Regions from separate parts of the Mus musculus genome. Here region 1 is linked to region 2. A link is a contact called in public targeted proximity ligation data. All regions are on one chromosome and are shown on one strand. The core of a region is the stretch at or near the end of the contact, and the rest is flanking DNA. Distances in the headings are between cores, read along the strand shown. Region 1 holds the start of Gm34012 (a long non-coding RNA gene). Region 2 overlaps Mamdc2 (MAM domain containing 2).

Evidence for each region.
Region 1: a targeted proximity ligation map of the HPC-7 cell line shows a contact between it and region 2, with 7 times the contacts expected there. A contact is called at or near these places in 3 of 484 Hi-C or Micro-C datasets (bone marrow-derived macrophages and nephron progenitors) and 3 of 130 datasets of targeted methods (the HPC-7 cell line, heart atrium and stem cell-derived neural progenitor cells).

What each region holds. Positions count from the first base shown.
Region 1 is chr19:23,490,096-23,497,028 of GRCm38.p6, forward strand. It overlaps Gm34012 (a long non-coding RNA gene), which reads left to right and starts at 6,669. Exons shown (of 3, transcript XR_386614.2): 1 at 6,669-6,736.
Region 2 is chr19:23,347,708-23,354,708 of GRCm38.p6, forward strand. Mamdc2 (MAM domain containing 2) reads right to left here. Exons shown (of 14, transcript NM_174857.3): 8 at 5,597-5,740; 9 at 2,892-3,157. Among named protein-coding and RNA genes, the nearest start is that of Gm41821, 51 kb to the left of the region's middle.

The DNA.
Region 1 (6,933 bases), core at 1,461-3,960, 140 kb after region 2:
CGGAGAGTCCGCTGCCTGCTGCAATAAGTAATTTGGACTGTTATAATAATAAACATATACTCTGCACCATAACTTGCAACTCAACAAAATAGTCTGAATCCCCCAGTTAGTTTTATTTCATTTTATTAAATTTGGCCAGCGTGCAATGACACGTGTTTTGCTGCCACATTCATGTGTGAATTATGATGTTGTGTTCTTGTTACAATTTTTAGTCTTTGGAAGACCCTAGAGTGGGTAGCCTGGTTTGCATCCCTGCCGACAGGGTATAAATTTCTTTCCTCACCTTTTTGCCAGTATTTATTTTCTTTGCGATTCTCTGAATTTTGTGGGAATCTATTGCGACACCCTCATTTATATTCAATTTCCCAAATTGACCTTTTTCTTTTTCCTTTGATTATATTGGGTAGGGACTTGTAAATCTTGTTTGTTTGGTTTTTTTTTTTTTTTTTTTCTTCAAAGAACTAGCACTTTGACCTGTGTATTGCTCTTTTAGCTTCTATTTCACTGATTTATGTGGTGACTCTTGTCTGATCTTTGTTATTTCTTGCTAGCTACTGCTTTGGGGTTTGTCTTCTTCTGTTTTCCGGGTCTCTCTTTTTTTTTTTTTTTTTTTGTCCTTTTCTCCTCTTCTCTAAGACGAGGTTCACAGTAGTTCATTTATTTGATGTCATAAGCTTTCCTCTTAGTCTTGCCCTAGATGTACTGTGCATGAACTGCTAAGTTTTGTGTTCATTTTCATTTGGTTCATTCGTAGTCCCCCGACCCCCCCCCTCCAGTTTCTTCACTGATGAGCTGCCAGCCCTCCAACATCATGCTGTTCAGATTCTGCCAGGCACTCCAGTGAAGTCTGCTTGACAGGCTGAGAAGCCTGGGAGCACTCACGAGGAAAAGAGTTTCACAGAAACTCACCTCCTGGAGCTTTGGCGTTCTCATTAACCCGTATACTCATACCCTATCCCTGCATTAGTCTGGTGTATGGATCCACGTGCTCTCTTTTAGTATTATCTTATTATAAGTGCCTTTTAAGATTGAATTCTGACACATGTAAGCCCTCGCCAGTGTTCCAAGGTTCCAGAAGCCTACAAGCTTGGAATCCTGTAAGAATGCAGTAAGGAAGTTACCTATTCAGTAACTAATTAAGCCAAAGCAGCTCAAAGCTGGTCTGTAGAGTGTTTACCATGAAAGAGCCAGGGAATCCCACTGAGATAGAAATCTTCAGTACAGGCTACATTGCATATTAGAAGCAAGTTGGTGAATTCTTCTGACAAATGGAGATTCTCCAGATACTTAAAAGTTATACTCATATAAGAATCTAACAAGGCCTAGGAAATAGGGGGGCATTCTGCTTAGAGCAGAACCCCCTGGTGCTAGCCTTCACAAGGCTCAAAGGAGTAGCATTAGGGTGTGAAATCCTTACCTGTCATTAAGCTGACCCTATGCAGGACGGCTTTATCTTTACTGTAAACATTTACCTGGTTCCTGTAAGTCCCTTTGTAGTCACTCCTTTGTTTTGTGTCAGGCAACTTCAATGTACTTTGCCTGCTGTGACTTCCTACCCCTTTTATTTTCTGTACTATATAAGACTGGTGTTCACTTTGTGACAAGACATTCAGGTTCTACACAATCTCTCCTGTTGGTCTGTCTGTCACCCACCGACTCCTTGCCCATCTGCACCCAGAGACCAGTTCCATGCAGACAAAGGGACCCAGAGGGTCTGCAGCAAGATTCCAAGTGTTTGTGTAGCTCTTGTGATTTCTCTCACTTTTGTGATTTCTAGTTTTATTTTACTGTGATCTGATAAGAGTTAAGTTATTTCAATTGTTTCATATTTTTAAGACTTGATTTGGGACCTAGACTATGATCCGTCTTAGAGAGGGGCCCATGGGCTTCTGGGAAGGATATGCTCAGCACCTTTTTCTAAACATGGGGCAGCAAGACTGCTGTTAGATGAAAAGGAGACAATGGAGGTGGGTCTTGGGGCTGCCTTGGCTCTAGCTGTGGAGTTCATTAGTGGAAAGTACTGTAAGGTGCAGTAGTTGGAGGAAAATGGCCCCCAGAGACTCAGACAATGGCATTAATAGAAGGTGTGGCCTTGTTGAAGTAGGTGTGGCATTCTTGGAGGAAGTATGTCATTGGGGGTAGGCTTTGAGGCCTCAGATACTCAAGGCAGGTCCAGTGTGGCAGTCTCTTCCTGCTGCCTGCTGATCCAGAGGTAGAATGCTCAGCTACCTCTCCAGCACCATGTCTGCTTGCACTCCACCATGCTTCCTGCCATGACAGCAATGGACTAAATCTCTGAGCTGTAAGCCAGCCCCAGTTAAATGTTTTTCTTTATAAGAGTTATGGTATCTCTTCACAGCAAAGAAAAACCTAACAGGAAGGGATTCACAAGAAGAGTACAGAATCATTGAGCTAAAGAGACAGAGTTGAAGAATGACTGTGGTGACAAAGATAGCTGGACAGAGACAGAACTCCAGATACCTACTCGACATTCGTCTTGAGTCATGGAGAATCTTAAGCCTGGGGTTTATAAGGAAGATGGGTGTTGAGCTCATCTTCTCCCCACTGGATTTCTGCAGACCCCATCTTTCACAATAAATAGGTGTGATCTGTTTGTTTTCCATTTTGGGAGTTTTTCAGATCAGCAGGGCCTCTGGACAGCTGCCCACTCTAGCTTGTTCATTGTGAAATTAGTCAGGAACCTCACATGGTCAAAGTAAACAATGACAAGAATAGACTGGGGAAGCAATGAGCCTCCTCCTTAAGACCTGTGGGACTGGGAGTGACTAAGTGACCAAGATTAGATGTGTAAGAACACAAATCTCTACTTATCAGCATGCAACCAGCCATCCCTTATGCAATCCTCCCCTAAATCAACTTGCCCACAAAACAGCCCCATGCTCCACCACCAGCCAGCCAGCCCAGCACCTTCCTTTTTAACTAATTGCTTTCCATTGAACAGCAAGCAGACTAAGGTCTTGTACTGGGCAACAAAGTGAATGTTGTCCAGTATATTACTCAAATCACACGTTTGCTTGAATTAGGTCAAGCAAAGAATGGATGAGGGGAAAACTGGGCAATTTCTATAGCTTACACTGTCTGGAGACATTGATGTAACCATCAGTCAAAATAGAGTACTTAGGTAATCTGTTAAAACCTCAGAAATATCACAGCTTAATGGAAAGACAAACCAGCTATAAGAAAGCTTACTTCAAATCTCTCCAAATGGATCTTTAAGCCTTAGAAGGAAGAAGGACTCAAGATGAACTAGAGTCTTATATTAAAGAAGAAGAAGAAGGAGAAGGAGAAGGAGAAGGAGAAGGAGAAGGAGAAGGAGAAGGAGAAGGAGAAGGAGAAGAAGAAGAAGAAGAAGAAGAAGAAGAAGAAGAAGAAGAAGAAGAAGAAGAAGAAGAAGAAGAAGAAGAAGAAGCAAAGCCAGTTGTTATAGAGTACTTCTGTAACCCTAGCACTCTGCTGAGGCAGGAGGATTGTTACATTTGAGTCCAGTTTGAGATATACTGTGAGATCCTATTCCAAGAAAAGAAAAGGACAGAAAGGAAAAGAGGAAAAGAAGGAAAGTAAAAAGGAGGAAGAATAGGCTGGCAAGCAAGGTGAGGATGCCTGCTGCCAGTCTGACAACCTGAGTTTGATTACTGAAACCTACCACATGATGGAAAGAGAGAAGCTGCTCATTGTATTCTGACTTCCATACTTGTATTGTGGCACACCAGCATTTACACACACACACACACACACACACACACACACACACACACGAAAGAAAGTAATAGGTAGGGAAAACAGCAGCAAAATGTAATTTTGCTCACTAGTAAAGAAGAAAGGTAAACACCAGGCCCAGCCAATGGGTAACCTGCCTGTAAGATTCATAGGTATAATAGTTAGACAAAGCTTGCGGGAGTAACCAACCAATCTCTGATTAGATTTGTAATGGCTAAAAGAAATTCCATTCTGTGCTCAGCATCCATCTTGGTACCTAATAGCTGTTTATCTCTGACTTAAGCTCCTAGAAGATAAATTCTCTACAAGCCTTTACTTCTACCCAGAAGTGTGGATCTACTTGTTATGTGTGCATTGTTGTGATATGACTAACTGCTGTTTTTCTTTGTTTCTGTGGCTTGCTTGTGGAGACATTCAAGGACAGTTTTAAAGTCATCCTGACCATCTAATCTAGGCAGAACAGAACAGCCCTTGTGGTTTCTTCTTTAAAAGTCCTTCCTGTACCTGCTTCTGTGTGGCAGTCTCTGATTTGAGCTGGAGACTGCAGCCCTGACAAAAGTTTTAATAAATTTGACTAGTTACATTTTGAATTGAGTCTGGTTGTCTTTTTCTAGTGGTCTCAAACTCCATAACAGATATGAAACCCACTCTATGAGATGGACCCCATACCCAACACTGATTTGGTGGCTAAGAACCTGATACTAGATAGGCCAGTGACATAGGGGAAAATCAAATACTACTCTTCTGCTAATAGAGCATAAATGGCTCCCAACAACATTCTGCTGTGCTTATAGATCAATGCCTTGCTCAGCCATCATCAAAGAAGCGTTATTTTGCAGCAGATAGACTAAATACTGAGATCCACAACCAGAAAGTATATAGAGAATGAGAGAGCACTCAGTCCTAAATGGGATGCCTCCATCAAATGTCTTCCCTCGGGGTTTAGGAAACCCTGTGGAAGAGAATACAGAAAGCGTGGAAGAGCCAGAGGGGTGGAGGACACCAAGGGAATGAGGACCTTGAAAGCAACAGGAGCAATGTACATATGAACTCAGAAACAGAGGCAGCATGCACAGGATGGGTACCAGAGGAGGTCCTGAAGTAGACACATGTGCCCATCCCTAACTCAGAAGTTATCTCCAACTGATAACCACTTGCAAGTGAAAACTTAGTATTCTTCAAGGGAACCTCACTGGCAAACCAAGCCATTCTTAAGGCTAAGCTGCATGCCCGGCAGGAGATGGTCAACACAGAACAAACCCACCAGCATCTTTGAAAGGTCTTGTCTGATAATGTCGAGTCATGGCATTCTTTTTTTCTGGCTTTCCTTTTAACCTGATAGGTCTTTTGTGTATCATTGCTGTGTAAGCACATTTTTAGAGGGATTCCTGTGTGTGCAAATGTGTGTGTTTCTGCATCTGTGTTTCTTGTGCTTTTTATTTTGCTCTTTTCCTTGTTTGTTCAAACCTATTCCAATTTGATTTGTTTATTTATTATCATTATTATTATTATAACTATTATTATTATTTAGGTTTTTAAAGAGAGACTGAAAGGGTGTGGATCTGGTTGAGAAAGGCAGTGGGGAGGAACTGGGAGAAGTACAAGGAGGGGAAACTCTAATCATAACATATCAGATTTTAAAAATCTATTTTCAATTTTTTTAAAAAAAAGAAAAACTGCTTTATCTTGTTAAAAAAATAAAACAGGGTTTTAAAAACTTAAATGACTGCCATATCCGGGGATCCATCCCATAATCAGCTTCCAAACGCTGACACCATTACATACACTAGCAAGATTTGCTGGCAAACACAGAAGTGGATGCTCACAGTCAGCTATTGGATGGATCACAGGCCCCCCCCCCCCCAATGGAGGAGCTAGAGAAAGTACCCAAGGAGCTAAAGGGGTCTGCAGCCCTATAGGTGGAACAACAATATGAACTAACCAATACCCCCCCCCCCCCCCGAGCTCGTGTCTCTAGCTGCATATGTATCAAAAGATGGCTTAGTCGGCCATCAGTGGAAAGAGAGGCCCATTGGTCGCGCAAACTTTATATGCCTCAGTACAGGGGAACGCCAGGGCCAAGAAGTGGGAGTGGGTGGGTGGGGGAGTGTGTGGGGGACTTTTGGGATAGCATTGGAAATGTAGATGAAATAAATACCTAATTAAAAAAAGTTCTTTTGGGCAGAAAAAAAAAGCTGTTTAGAATCATAATAAAAGTCAATTGATCTCTGAAAATTCAAAAACAAACAAACAAACAAACAAACATAAATGACAAGAACTATAACAACACAGCTCAGTGCTGGGCTTAGGCGATAACCCACTGGTAAAGAACTTGCTCTGTAACTGTGAAGACCTGAGTTCAGTGCCCACCTAAGAGTCAAGAACATTGGTTTACATCTGATTGGCTTTATAGGCCACTCCAAAGGAGGGAATTCATTCCTGGTGCTGGAAATTTAGTCAAGATCCCCTGTCTACAGAAGACATAGGCCCTAGAGGAGAATCTTCTACTTATGGTTTGCTAAATGGGCATAGCATTAACCTGCTTTTTAGATTATCTACCTATTGACTAATGCAGTTCTCAGCTCTCACCAGGGACCCCCACTCCACCTGGTAGATGGTGCTAAATACAGAGACTCATGATTGGTCAAAGGGATAGATAGGCATGTCTCTGAAGTGCTCAGGCTGAACTGGAGGCATCCATATCATGTCACTCCCTCCCAAGACTTAAGGAGCATCAGGGAAGATGGAGCAAAAGACCCATTTAGAGCCAAAACACAAGGGTGACTGCTTAGAAACAGTGTCTTCTGGACATGATGCACGCACTCATGGCACTCAATTCACAGCAGCTGTGGCTTAGTAAGGGTTGAACAGGATCAAGCCAATCAACAGCCAGGTAAGGAGGTGGGAGGGGCTTATGAGGCCCCGCCCCCAGCTGAGGAGCTGTTAGCAGTTGCTATCTTCTGTGGATTCGGCACTTTTCTTTTTGACTGTGGCCCTGGTAGGTTGTCTGTTTTGATGGGTACCTTATACCTATGCACACATGGGCAGCACTGATTGGACTGGGTATATAATTTTTTTTCAAAAAGAGAGGGCATGAAGTTAGGATGCGGATGTGGTGGAAGGGTATGGGCAGAGTTGGTCGGAAGTCGGGGTGGAAACTATCAAATTACATTGTATGCAAAAATGAAATTTCCA
Region 2 (7,001 bases), core at 4,349-6,848:
CCAGCATCTCAGAGTGGGAGAGCTAAGCAAGGATTTTATGAAAACATGCACTTGCCCAAATCTTTAGTCACTGAAAGCATGCTAGTCTACCAATTCTGAATTTGGTATAGTTCAATTTTCCAAACTATAGAAAAAAAATAAAGCACACAGACACTAATAGGAAGAAGCCAGGGGGTTATGGCAGGAGATATGCTTATTGTAACTCTGCTACAAAACAGCAGACAGAGAGTAAAGAAGCAAACAGGGCTTGCAATTAGAGATAGACTATTTTAAGTCTTAGAATCAGCTTACAGAGTGATGGTTTTCAACCAAGGATGCCATGGCGCCTCTCAGGGCTTTTTAGAAATGTACAAATAATTTTGGTTGTTGCAATAACCATAGAAGTTTAAAATCTAATAATCTGAGGGTTGGTTCTATTCAAAGGCAGAATTATCTGCCTTACAATGTCAACAGGGCCCCTGCTGGGATATTTGTTCAAGGTCAAGCACAGAGGGCTTAGTAGGAATATAAGTGTTTGTTTAGGCCATAACAATGCGAAAATAACTGTATATTTGAGATGGGCAAAGAAAGCAAAGGGAAATTATAAGAGTGAGGATTTATTCATCTTATAAAGTAGGTATAAATAAACAGTATCTAAATTTTGACATTGAGGTATAGTAAAGCTATAAGTTACAAGAACACAAATAAATACACCTAAAAACTAGGAAAAGGAGTTGTTCTTAATTTTTTTTTGTAGCAGAGAATCAGCAGACACAGTTAAGGTTAACAAAGGAAAACACAGAAAATCTGGAAGGAAACCCCTCAGGAAAAAACAGAAGCAGAGTTAGAGTTTGTGTTCAGGAGTAGAGGGCACTGGCTCTTCATTGTATTCCTTGTCTTAAGTAGCTTTCACGAAAACATAACATACGAACACGTCGATCCACATGTGTATATACAGTAAGAAGCCAGCTTCAATTCCCGCCTACCCGCCGCACCCTCTCTCATGAGTTATGAATGCTTCTCTCCCAGTTTGAGGAGCTAGTTCTTCCCAGCAGGAATCTTCTAGAACCTGGGGGTTTCCACGTTGAACTTCCATCTAAATGCATGCCTAGTTCCTTCTAGGTGCTCTATCCTAATTCCTCTATCCTGACTGGGTCTGGCTCCAATTTTCCCTTCACTGGCTGAGGAACTTGCACAGTAGTTGGGCTTCTTGGTGCTCAGCTTCCAAAGAAGAAAAGGGCAGAAGCTCTGGGACACCCTTATCTGCTGGGAGGCTTGTTCTAGCTTCATGGGAGTCAGGTAAGAGCAGAGACTCACTCTAAAGGATGGAGCAGATTCCTGAACAGCTCAGCTTGGCAGTAGAGGTTACGGAGGAGAGGAGGAACAGGGGTTAGAAGGCACTGTGGCTTGAACCTTGACCTTCCAAACATTAGCACTGCCAAGTCTAGATGACATTATTTTCAGTAACAATCAGTGGAACCACATTTGTAACTTTCTGAGGAATCCTTTGGGATAGTGACATTTACTGAATGTATTGCCACAACCTTAGGTATCTCAACCTGCTATCTCTTGTGACCTCAGACTCATGAGTAGGATCTGAGACTTGTTTATCTTTTATATCCCTTGCATCAAACATATACAGAATAAATGATGGCTGAAAAAAGGAACAGACACATGGGTGAATGAATAAAGACATGTAATCTAAATAAGTTAAAAAATGCTTACAAATATTTCCTTTTAAAAAGCATCCAAATTGAACTTAAAGCATAATAAAAATTCTACTTTCTGATACACCCTGATTATGTAAAACTGGGATGTGTGTGTGTATGTGTGTTTGTTGTGATAATTGTTTGTTAAAGTTAAGTGATTGGTAATGGAAAAACAACTTAATTCTTTGAGATATTTAAGAGGAATAGAGAGGCCTGGGCTTCTCCAGTGCTGATAGTTCAAAGAGGAAGTACCAGAACACTGCACGTGTCAAGAGACATTCTACAAAGAAAGATTCCTTGGAATTGTCCAGGCAGCAAGCTCTCCCATGGTTTTAACCTTTCTTGGGTGACTTGGAGTTGCGGTAACTCCTGGATGGTCAGCTTACTTACCCATTCATTCAAAGCTAGATCCTGAGCTCTCATTGTATGACGTACATTTAGAAGAAAGGCCCCTTGTTTACTTTCTTTGGGCCTCTTTCTTACACAGAGAGGACATTCAAGAAAAATTTGTTAGTCGGCTGACAGGCTGAAATAAAATGATTTTTTTTTTCCACGCTGGTTTCATATCTTGTGGGTCACAGAATTTATTGCATCTGTGAAACTTCCCTGAGTTTATGAGTTGTTAAGCCTGGGAGGTTACCGCCATTCCTCTGTATTCTCCTTGATTTATAGGGTCTGTTTTTGTCTTCTCATTGCTAGCAAAATCAGCTGCTGATAGCTCCCTGTGTCAGTCTCTGAGCAGGGTCAGCTGCCTCCATACCTCTAGTGAGCAGCCTGGCTTTATCCTGTGTTCTGCTAAGGCCTGAAGTATTGACCTTCCAGCCACAATGATGACTCTGGCACATCAATCTCATGTTTTTAAAATGTAATCATTGGTGTGTGTGTGTGTGTGTGTGAGAGAGAGAGAGAGAGAGAGAGAGAGAGAGAGAGAGAGAGAGAGAAAGAGAGAGAAAGAGAGAGAGAGTAGATGAAGGATGAGGGAATGAGGAGAGAAAGAGAGGGGGAAGGGGAGGGAAATAGGTAGATATAATTCAGAAAATGCAAAGGGATTGAAGGCTTAACATGCACCTGTCTGGGGGTGGGTGATACGTGTCAAATGCAGGTTGATCCGAACAGAAGGATAAATACACCATCAGCTAACCAGAAATCATTACCCACATCTAGCAACTAAAATGGACACAGGTAGTGCAGGTTCTACTGTACCTTTGTGGGCATAGGCTTCTTGAAACTGATTTCCGCTTGCATCCAAACACCCCTCGGGGACTCGAGCACAGACCAGATCTTCTCTTGAACCACATGGTTTTCTTCAAAGATATAAACGGCTAGGGTGTCACTCATTTTCAAAAACCCAAAGATGGCGTAATGAAAGCGCACACAGTACTGCATGTTTCCAGGGAGAGAGGGACCATAAAGTCTTCCGATGTAGCCAGGCTGGGATGTAAACTTAGTGTTGGCCAGCAGGTAGTGCCCTGTGAGGAAAACAAACCACTTAGTGCTGTGGTTCTCAACCTGGGGGAATCCCAACCCGTTCGGGAGTCACATACCAGACATCCAGCATATCAGACATTTACATGATGATTCATAAGAGTAGCCAAATTACAGTTATGAAGTAGCAGTGAAATAATTTTATGGTTGGGGGGGGTCCCTACAACATAAGGAGCTGTATTAGAGGGTCACAGTATCAGGGAGACTGAGAACCACTGACTTAGTGCAACACCAATGTAGAATGAGCTCATACAGCCAGGTGGAAACCAGTTAAGGCAATGGGGTGTTCCCTCAAGACTACTTCCATAGGTTTTAAACCTTAATAGAGGCTTTCTAACGTCTGTGGTTTAAGTGACAAAAAAAAAATCTATACAATGTCCTTAGACCTGGATAGCAAATTAAACCTCTTAGAAATTCAAGTGGCTGTCATAAAGCAGTGTAGATCTTATAGTGTACAGACTCAGATTCATGTCATTAAGTAGGAACTATACTCTTTTTTTTTTTTTTTAATCACACAAAAAAGAATGAATGAGCTTGGAACTACTGGATGTCTCCTGCTGGGTCATAGTCAGTGTCAATCAAAGAGTTCACTTCCCCTGCTCTATCTGCAGTGGCCAGTCAGGAGGAGGGAAGGCAGGCTGGCCTGGCACCACGGGAGAGTTCTGGGCAGAACACACTGTTCTTTTGGTATACCTACATATTAAACCCGTCCCTGAAAAATCATGTTTCTGACCGGTTGGGCGCTGATGCTCCCAGATGCTGCGGCTGGGTTCAATTTCCTTGTTTCTTAGTTCTAAAAAACAGATTGGAATTTCTAGCAGCAACGGTCCCCTTACTACCAATCACACCCACACGGTCAAGCTAAAGCGGATCCACGTATGCGAAGTCAGGCAGCACACGACAGTTTCTCTCTTTTCTCATCTGTTCTCGGGGAGTTCTCTTCATGGCCTGTCAGTGTTTGCTTTAAGAATTAAAAACAAAACAAAACAACCCAAACTCATCCGTGTAAGGAGAGTCAGGGGGCTTGATCTCTCCCACACACGGGCAGGGCATGTGCGGACAGTGATAGGACTACGCCCGCAAGCCAGACTCCCAGGAAAGCCTCACCAGGCCCTGGATTCCAGCCTTCCAGCCTCATGACATGACGAAAAGCAGCTGTTGTGTAAGCCCCAGTCTGCGGTACTTTGTGAATGCAATGGACAAATATGGGTGGCCACAAGACAGCCAGACTTTTTTTTTTTTTTTTTTTTTTTTGTAACCTGAATATCATCTTTCTGTTTCTTGCTTACAGCCTTTCAGTGGCTTCTTACTGCCTTTCTAATAACCCCCAGTGCTTCCTCTGCTCTTTCAAATCCACCGTCTGCTATCCTCTCCATCTTCCACACCGTTCCTCTCTCTACGGGCAGACTGCCAGTTGGACTGGCCACCCGTCTCTACACTGAGAGACCTCATAGATGCTTGTCCTCTGTAGCTTCCATTGTAGAGACTACTCTTAAATCCCTAGCTAAAATGTCCTTCCACTATTCTCTCTCAGAGCACCGAAGGCCATCAGAACAGATCACCCCAAATATGCTGCTCTGGCACCTTGATGATTTTGAGCTGAAGGCACTGGAGGACAGTAGAGGCAGGAAGGGCTCTGTGCCCACTCACTTTCTATCTAAAGCAGGCCATCAAAGTTCCTATGAGCCTGGGCCACATCCTGTCCAGGATGCCGGTGTTGTAGAGCCTGAGACTACGCTGAAATGGATCTGTACAAACAAACCTCCTATGAAGCCCTTGCTTTTCATTAGTTTGCTCCATAGGTTTCCCAGTCACCACCTCACAGTTGACTCTCTCTCCCTTTCCTTGGTCTTGCTTCTTTCCACAACTTTACCATTCTTTGTTAAAAATGATACATAAGCTTTCAGGCCTATGTATATTTCTAGTTTTCATTTTCTATTTTCCTGTGAAGGCTCCCATGTGCATATAAAAATATGTTGTTGGAATGCTACAGTTTTCTCTTGGTAGTCTGCTTCTTGTCTGTTTAATTTTCAGCCCCAGCTACAGAAAGTACAAGAGAAGAGGACAGGTGCCCCCACCCTACCCCTCGCCCCACTCCACCCCCTGCTATGCTTACGATTATGTTCATTTGTCTATATGTTTATCTATCATTTCCTTTGCTCATTGAAATGCAAATGGAATCCAAGTGGATTTTTTTTCTGAAATGAAGAGCAAAACAGTTTCCAAAGATTTCTCTACTTAATGAACTGCAAATGCTTTGGGTAGCACAGTATCTTGAATTACAACTTTTAAAAATGGCCAAGCATCGCCAATCGTTACTTCTTTGTTCTTCCTCTTTTCTTATCTTTCTCTGAAATGAGGCTTGCAATTGGTATGGGAGAGCAAACCCAGGATGTGGGGCCTGCCAGGCCCCACTGACCAACCTGTTCCTGTCGTGTGGTCTCCGGCCCGATACATGTTTGCTTTTACTCTTACTCTGGTCCAACCCGGACCCTCTTTGTCTTGATAAAAGTTGCAGAGGCCTATCTCAAAATCGCAGCTGGTTTCCACAGCACTGAAAGGAAGCCCTGGACAAATGAGAACCAAAGTTACAGTCAGCCCGGATTCTCAGAGGACTCCATCAAACACTGGACAGATATGGCTACATTTGTGCCAGGGAGACTGAGGGAGAGATACACAGCAAAACAGGCTGACAGCTTTATCATCAAAACAGTGTTTTGACATGACAGGAAAATTGTTCTTTTCTTCTCTAAAAGGAGGGCAGCAGGCAGCTCTGATCACATTATCTACAAAAATAAACAAATACTAGGGATTTCCTTTGAGAACGCAAAGGCTGTGAACATTTACTCACAACTTTCAAATCGACCCCTACAACATTTAAAAGACAGAAAAAGGAGAGGATTTTTTTTAAAAAAGAGGCTCTTAAGTTCTAAGATGTGTTTTAGAACTAGTATTTTCCAGAGATAATTCCCCATTGTTGACTAGTCCCAGCATCAGAGCAGTTATGATTGCCATTCGCTGTAGGAACTGCTGCTCTTGAGGAAAAACAGCCCTTCCCAGAAACCACAGAGTTCAGAAGTCACCCTGGGCTTTTCAGGGGGCGTTGCTGTTTGGGCTTTGCTGAGTCCTGTTATCCTTCACAATGGCCCACAAGTGTCCCTTTGGCCCAGACTGCCCAGACGGGATGGAGTATGGAAGAGTCCTCCTGCTCCCTTGGGAATAATGGTTGATCCTATTAACGCAGGACTTAGAAGCCTCATAGCTTACGTTGCCCTCTGGAGTTAGAGGGGATGTAACCACAGCAGATTGGGATGCTCAGTATGAGCCTAGTCTGATTGGTGAGAGACACAGCTGGGACATTTTAGGGCTAGAGCGATAAAGCGTGTTGTTTTGTATATCTGGAAAGTCCTTTCTGCAGAAACTTTCATTCTGGGGACAGCCAGCTGGCAACTCAGGGGCCGTTAGGTCAAGGCTATGTTCTCAGTTAATTTTCAAACCAAGAAAGTACTCACGTGGGCAGAAGAACACAGTCAGGGGAAATGGCCAAAAGAATCATTCAACCAAATGGTACAAGGAACCCAAGATTTAGTTTTGACCCAGAAAAACATATAGCTTTAGAAAACCAGTCGGGGAACAGTTGTATGCTTTGTGAACTAACTTATAACATTGTATCAACATTAAATGTCCCAAACTTACTAATTATTCCATAGTTACACGGCAGATACATATTGCAACAAAGGAGAACAGTGTTCTTCAAGGTCTGGTAAGACAAATGCTGGCCCTGCCTAATGCTATCACTGTTGTAGATCTGAGAAAAGAGTCTAGGGA